Linked DNA regions of Hordeum vulgare: region 2 is linked to region 1. Evidence: chromatin contacts called from public Hi-C data. All regions are on one chromosome and are shown on one strand. The core of a region is the stretch at or near the end of the contact, and the rest is flanking DNA. Distances in the headings are between cores, read along the strand shown. Region 1 holds the start of LOC123407811. Region 2 holds the start of LOC123408588 (probable calcium-binding protein CML30).

Evidence for each region. A called contact is a pair of places that touch in the nucleus more often than the background predicts.
Region 2: a contact with region 1 is called in a Hi-C map of seedling, with 2.8 times the contacts expected there. The contact joins the promoter of LOC123408588 here to the promoter of LOC123407811 in region 1. A contact is called at or near these places in 3 of 6 Hi-C or Micro-C datasets (leaf and seedling) and 1 of 1 datasets of contacts at active chromatin or transcription factors (embryo).

What each region holds. Positions count from the first base shown.
Region 1 is chr7H:50,293,603-50,297,049 of MorexV3_pseudomolecules_assembly, forward strand. LOC123407811 reads left to right here and starts at 1,847. Exons shown (of 10, transcript XM_045101038.1): 1 at 1,847-2,068; 2 at 2,182-2,360. The coding sequence starts at 2,193.
Region 2 is chr7H:50,443,267-50,446,713 of MorexV3_pseudomolecules_assembly, forward strand. LOC123408588 (probable calcium-binding protein CML30) reads left to right here and starts at 1,722. Exons shown (of 1, transcript XM_045101663.1): 1 at 1,722-3,135. The coding sequence starts at 2,035. The coding sequence ends at 2,724.

The DNA.
Region 1 (3,447 bases), core at 597-3,096:
CAGGCGAGTGCGTGTGTGGTTGGTCTCAAGACGGTCAACGACAAACACGGAGAGAACCGGCAACTAATAACGGATGCAAGTTTTTGAAAACCTGCAGCAACGGAGTGCCGATGCAATGCAGATGATGCGATGATGAATGCAACAAACATACGAACCACACGACGAAAACGGAATAAAAGGGGAATCTTTTGGAACGTCGGTCTCGGGTTGCCACAGGAGGCTTGCTGCGCATCGAATGGCAGATATTTTCAAAAAATACGCCATCTTGCGAGCTGTCAGATATAACACAATCTATCTTACTCTACTTTGCAAGAGAGGTGTCGTTGCAGAAACATGTGTAACGCCGGTTATGTTGTGGGTGTTTTGTAACATAGGTTGTGTTGCATTTTTTTGTAACATATGCCGTGTTGCAGAAAAATAAATTGCAACATGGGCCCTGTTACAATTTTTACTTTTTTGCAACAGGGGCATCTTCGATCTTTTTTTTGTATTCCTACCAAAACGTTCTAGTTGCTCATCGCAAAAAAAAAGTTATAGTTGCAAAGTTTGCAACAACGCTTTTTTCGTCTTCTTTGTATTCCCGCAACAAGACTTTTGTTGCAAAAAAATTACAACAAAGATCATGTTACAAAAAAGGTGAAGAGAGATAGAGGAGAAGTCAGGTAGAGAGGCGTATGGATCTCGTTATAGTAAATAAGATCATAGTCACGTAAATGGGTTCAAGACGACACGTGTCAAACGCGGCAGCCGGCAGACGCGCACATTAAACCCATCGGCTGATGTGAAGAGTTTCCCATAATTTAGCTTGAAAACGCAAATGCATATTAGTAACTATTTTCTTTTACTTGCTGATGTCAATCAACACACGAATAATAAATAAGTAAAATCATTTGCCTAGGTAACCTATTTTGATGACGAACGTGTTGGATGGCGCGTGAGTTAACAACCCGTTCTATTGCCTAGTCAGTCGCAACCTTTGCAACATGCCTCATGTTATAGCCATTTGCTTTGCAAGAAACAATGTCAATGCTTGAACCGTTTCATACCGACCGCAACCAGCTCCGTTCGACCCACCGTCGAGTCAATTGTAACCTTTGCGGCGAGCACCTCGTCGCTCTTGCTTTCTTCACGACATATCACGTGTCGCAATAATCAAACAAACAATGCCATACCGAATTACCAATCACAACCAGTTTCGTCCGACCCATCGTCTAGTCAGCCGCAACCTTTACAACGAAGCACCATGCCGCGCTCCCTTGCTCCGCAACATGGGGTAAGTTGCAAAAGGGTGAAGATGGCCGCGCGCCGTCCCATGAAAGAATCAGATCCAACGGTCACGGAGAGGGTCGACGCGCGCAGCTCGATCAGTCGGATGAGCGCTAGCGTGTTCCTTCCATGTCAACAGGGTAAAACTTTGGCTAAAACCAAACCAAACACACCAGCAGTTAATAATTAATCCAACAATTACATGCAGTCCACAAAGGGGGGGGGGGGGGAGGGGGAGCGCTTGCGTGCCCGCTCCTACCCCCTGCCTGCCTGTCCTAGAGAAAAACGGCGTTTGGGTTTGTTTAGTGCGGCCCTCGCAGAAAACACATGACGGAAACGGATAGAAAAGCGGCAGCACCGGGGTGTGGTCAATCATCACAAGACGACTAGCGCTCATCCCTACTCGATCGTATGGCTTCTAGAGGCTCCCGTGGAGTATGTACGTATGTATCTGTACGTAGAGCGCGGGCGGCCTGATCCCCCAGCATCCATCCCCCGGGGTCGCTGTCAAACAAATCCCGGATCGAGCGAGCCCATTGCCGTCTAGAGCCTCGCTTCGCCGCACGGCACAAAAAGGGGAGCGCCAGCCCGCCCGCCCACGCCCAGCCGCGCTGCCCTCCTCCCCTCCACACGTCTCCTCCCCTCCCCCACCCCCACCCCCACCCCCATCCTCACCCCCCGCCCCGCCGCCGACGCAGCTCCTCCCTCTCCATCTCCATCCCCATCCCCTCCCCGCTTCCTCGGCCCGTCCCTGCCCTACGCGCCCGGCGCTGCCCCGCGCGGCAGACACAGCGCGGCACAGGTACGGCTCCGGACCCTCCGCTCGCTTCGCCCCCCGACTCCCCGAGGCGCGGGGTCTCTCCGCCTCCGTCCGCGCGGGTTTGATCTGAGCGGCTGGTTCGGTGTTTCGCGCAGGTGGTTGGTTCATGGCCGCCAGCGTGCGGGAAGCTGCGGCGGGGCACGTGGTGGACGACTACGACGGCGGCGCGTCGGACGGCGAGATGGACGTGGACGTCGACGTCGACGCGGAGGCCGGAAGCGAGCTCCAGCACGGCCGCGGGGGCGGCGACGGCGACGACGACGAGTACGCGCTGGTCGGTAACCTCGTTCCTTTGGTTCATTGGTTGGTGCCGCGGTGGGCGGCTTGCGCTGCTTGCTTTCTCCGAATCGCGGATCGCACACAACATCCGCGGTTCCGCTTTCGGCTATTCGATTATTTGATTGGTTGTCTGAGGTTCCTTTCTCTTTATAGTACGATTCCAAGTCGAGCGTGATCTTGCTTAGGTTGTTCAGGAGTTTATCAGTGGCTTGCCTGTCCTTGTTAGTGTAGCGGCTGGCTCTTTCCAAACAGAAAAAAAAAGAAACCCACGGGCATGGATTGAAGCTCCACTCACAATTAATTAGGTTCAACCTGAAACCCGATCGCGGAGAGAGGTTCTTACTTCTTAATGCCGTGGTATCAGCTTAGCTTTCTGGTGTGTTCACCGCTTCTACCTGCGGGCGAGAATTATCCATTCTATAAGTTAAAAGCCGCAGTAGTTTGTTATGTTACGACAGAGTAGAGAAACATAACTTGCCATCGACAGAACAACCGTAGCATATATTCTAAAAAAGAACTAGTATATTATGCGAGGCGCGCAATCTTCTCGTTCAAAACATGCGTGTGTCGCGAGAGGAACCTTAGTCCAGTGATTATACTCAAAAGGGCGCGCAAAAGCTACTTTTAGACCGTGTCTAGTTTGTGGTGCTGATATTTCCTCTCTTAGTCTCTTGGTGCTGAATTCAATATTCATGATGAGGGGGGACTTGATGTCAATGGTGCTTGTGGAGCAGATTAGTATTGCCCAATCATGCAGCTCGAATGTGCTACTTGTGTTTATCTCCAGCCAATAATGATCTGGCTTACCATTCTCCGTAATGTCGTTTTCACAAGTGGCACACACTGCATAGTTTTCAATGCCCCACTTTACCAGGCGTTGCAGATGCTGCGATGTTTCAGTTCTTTTTGAATTGGCTAAGACCAAAGAGCATAAAACATGGCTTTCTGCTAGAAAAAAAGGACCTATGTCTTAGCCGTGTTGATTATTCACCTGCTGAATTGAAAGCAGCACATGGGACCGCCATGTTTTGGCGTATGCATGAGATCTGTTTATGTGGCTGCACCTGACTCTATCTAATCAT
Region 2 (3,447 bases), core at 472-2,971, 150 kb after region 1:
GAAATCACTATAGAAGGATGTGTAGGGGTAATTATTTATGGAGATACAATGATGTGAAAATCAGAGTATTTGCGACAGTTGATGACATGTTATGTCATTTTACACAATATAATTGTCGAGGAAGAGAATGATGAGGTAGACCAAACCAATGGTTTTGAAGCGCCTGGAGAACAAGTCGACTTCCGAGAAGATCAAAATGCAAATCAGCTTATCAATTTTTTGCACATTCATCAGAATCTTCGAGATCATCGTGTGCACGCGCAACTACTCTGTGATCTTGTGGAGCATATGTGGACCCACAATAAAATCTAAAAAGCTAATGTTTGATTTGCGCACTTAAAATAAATCTATGTACGAACTATGTACTTGAGAGTATCCCGGCACCAACATTTGTTCTAGCTAATGTTGGATGCGCACACAAAAAAGATTCTTCAAGTAGACCAAAATTTCGTAGGGAAAATGTTAGTAGTACAAATGAATTCCAGCGATAAATTCCTATAAATTATGGTCGTATGAATCAAACACTCCTCATAAGTGGTCATTGACTACTTCCATTCTATTTCATCCTCCTTGAGACACGCGACTTCCAAGCAACAATGGCCTCCTGCCTCCCACAGGCGTCGACGCTGGTCTGACTCATCTCTTGTGGCCTTAGGGCCATGTAGGCGCGATAGATCATGGTCTTTGCTGGTCAGAGGGCTCCTGCTCCGTTTTAGGTGTCTTTTAGGTTGATTATGGTATCTATCGTGCTCACGAAGGCGAGGCGACGACGTCTCCCTTGAGATGTAATAAGGCCCTGCCCCAAAAGGTGCATCGAGCGTCGTTGACTCATCGTAGTAGCATGTGCGTGTGCGTGCGTGCACGCGCGCACGTGCGTGTGTGTGTATGTCTTCAGGGATCCTATGGGAATCGGTCGGTGTTGGTCTTGAGTGGATCTCCATGGATTTAGTCCTTGTTCATTTGTGTTAGTGTGTTTATAAGCTGGATCCTTTCTATCCATATTTCTTTTCATCGACGATGGTTGTTATTCTAGTGCACGGGTCATGTGTGCTTTACCACAATGACTTTCCAAACATCTATTATCACAAGGTTTGCGAGGAAGGAGTGATGACGGTAGCGCGCCTTCGGCTCGCTCCAATGATTATTGTCGTCTCCGATGATCTAAGAATTTGGTTGTAATTTCTTTTGCTTTTAGTGTTCTCTATATTGCCATCAGTTGATGAATAGATCAAAAGTTGTTATGGAAACAAAATTCCTCATGATTTGTTTTACACAAACATAAGGTTCAAAATTCCTTTAGAGGTGCAAACTATCAGTTGAATAGGTCACATGAGATGAAACCAACCCATCAGAGATGAAGCCTTAGATTTGACACGGGTGCTCGTATTTTTTTGAATTCATTTAGTTTTTGTTGCGATGTTAGTTTAGCGAAAGGTGACGTTTTCATCGATTACGAAGGCGTCTATGATGACTTCCTCAATCTCAAAATGTTTTATTTGCTATAGGTACCTCGGAGATGCTCACTAGAGTATCGTGTGCTTATGTGAGCATTCGCGTGTGTACTGCATTCAGAAAAGAATTATTTTAGACATCCTTTGAATCCCTCGTAAAAAAATCCTTTGAATCAAAGGGGTCCTTGTTCATTGGTGCAAGGAGTGAACAATAATACAAGTATTTTGTGGGGATGTAGGTGTGAACTTTCCGTGCCCCGTGCATCATCTGAACCACCCACGATCTACTACTACCAGGTCGCACGATCGGGCAGCAACTGAACCAACCAGCCAACCAACCAACCGCTGCCCTCGTCCACTCCACGACTCTTCTTCTTCTTCTGCTGCTGCTCCCTCTTCTTTACTCGCTCCGTCGTCGTCGCCGTCGCCCCCGCCTCATATATTACCCGCTGCGCGTCGTCTGCCTTCACATTCACACACACTCGCCCGCGGACAAACCAACGCGCGCGCTCCCACCACCACCTCCACAGCAGGCAGGCCAGCACAGCGGCAGCCGCAAAGAGCCAGCAGCTAGCGTCCATTCATGGCGCCTCTGCTCCTGCTCTTCCTCCTCGGCGGCCTCTGCGCCCTCTTCTCCCTCGCCTCCTCCTCCCGCGGCGCCAAGAAGTGCTGCGACGGCGGCGAGCAGGAGAAGAAGGCCAGCAAGGTGGAGGAGGGAGGGAAGGCCGGCAAGGCGGTGGAGGAGGCGCGGCCGGCGCCGGCGGACCGGGAGGCGGACCTGGGGATCGTGTTCTCGACGTTCGACCACGACGGCGACGGCTTCATCACGGCGGGGGAGCTGGAGGAGTCGCTGAAGCGGCTGGGCATCGCCGTGTCCGCCGCCGAGGCCGCCGCCATGGTGGCCCGCGTCGACGCCAACAGCGACGGCCTCATCGACATCCACGAGTTCCGCGAGCTCTACGACTCCATCCCCAAGAAGCGCAAGGCCTCGCTGCTCCCTCCCTCCGCCGGCGCCGGCGCCGGCGCCGGGGAGGAGGAGGAGGACGAGGAGGGGGAGGAGATGGACCTCAAGGAGGCGTTCGACGTGTTCGACGGCAACAAGGACGGGCTCATCTCCGCCGAGGAGCTGGGCACCGTGCTGGGGTCGCTGGGCCTGCGCGGCCGCCCCGCCGCCGCCGAGTGCCGCGACATGATACGCCTCGTCGACAGCGACGGCGACGGCATGGTCAACTTTGAGGAGTTCAAGCGCATGATGGCCGTCGTCAAGGCCTAGCCTCCACTCCACCCCCATCGATTCCTCCTCCTCTTCCCTCCCTCCCTCCCTTCCCCGGACATCAAAATTTTTGTTCTTGGATTCTGCGAATTCGAGAAACGTTGCTGTTGATCTGCTAGCTGCTCTTGGACCGGATCCGAAGATCAGACAGCGAAGAATCCACTAATCAACCAGTTTATTATTACGGGAGAGGGGACTGGCCGGAAGCTAAATCAGCTTCCTGCTCCGTGTGTTTCTCCCCTCCCCTGTTCTCTTCTTGCTGATCAACTTGGTTTCTCCTCTCCTCTCCTCTCCTCTCCTATGTCACTGACAAGTACCCTATATCAAGCATGCATGTAAATATTATTTCTTGGTCGGCTGGTGAAAAATGAAGATCACTCAATGCGTAAGAATTGCCCTGTTGTCGTGCCAGTGAGTTGTTCAATGCTTGTTTAATCATGTGCCGTTTTTTAGGAGCCAAACAAGTTTCAGAGCTTTAGACACTTGTCCTTGAAGAAAGCCGGAAAGAAAGTAGGAGCTAGTGGGTATCCATCTTGTCTTTGTGGACAAGGTAGGTATTTTGCCATCTTACGCTGTTAAACTTTTGTTAACATCTCGAGACTGAGTTTGTCCATGTGTTCTTGTCTTTGAACAAATCGATCGATGTTCAGATACGCAGTTGAGTGGGTCTTTCGGCGTGCAGTTTTTACCTGGTCAGAGTCGCAGGGAAAGAACAAATTTACC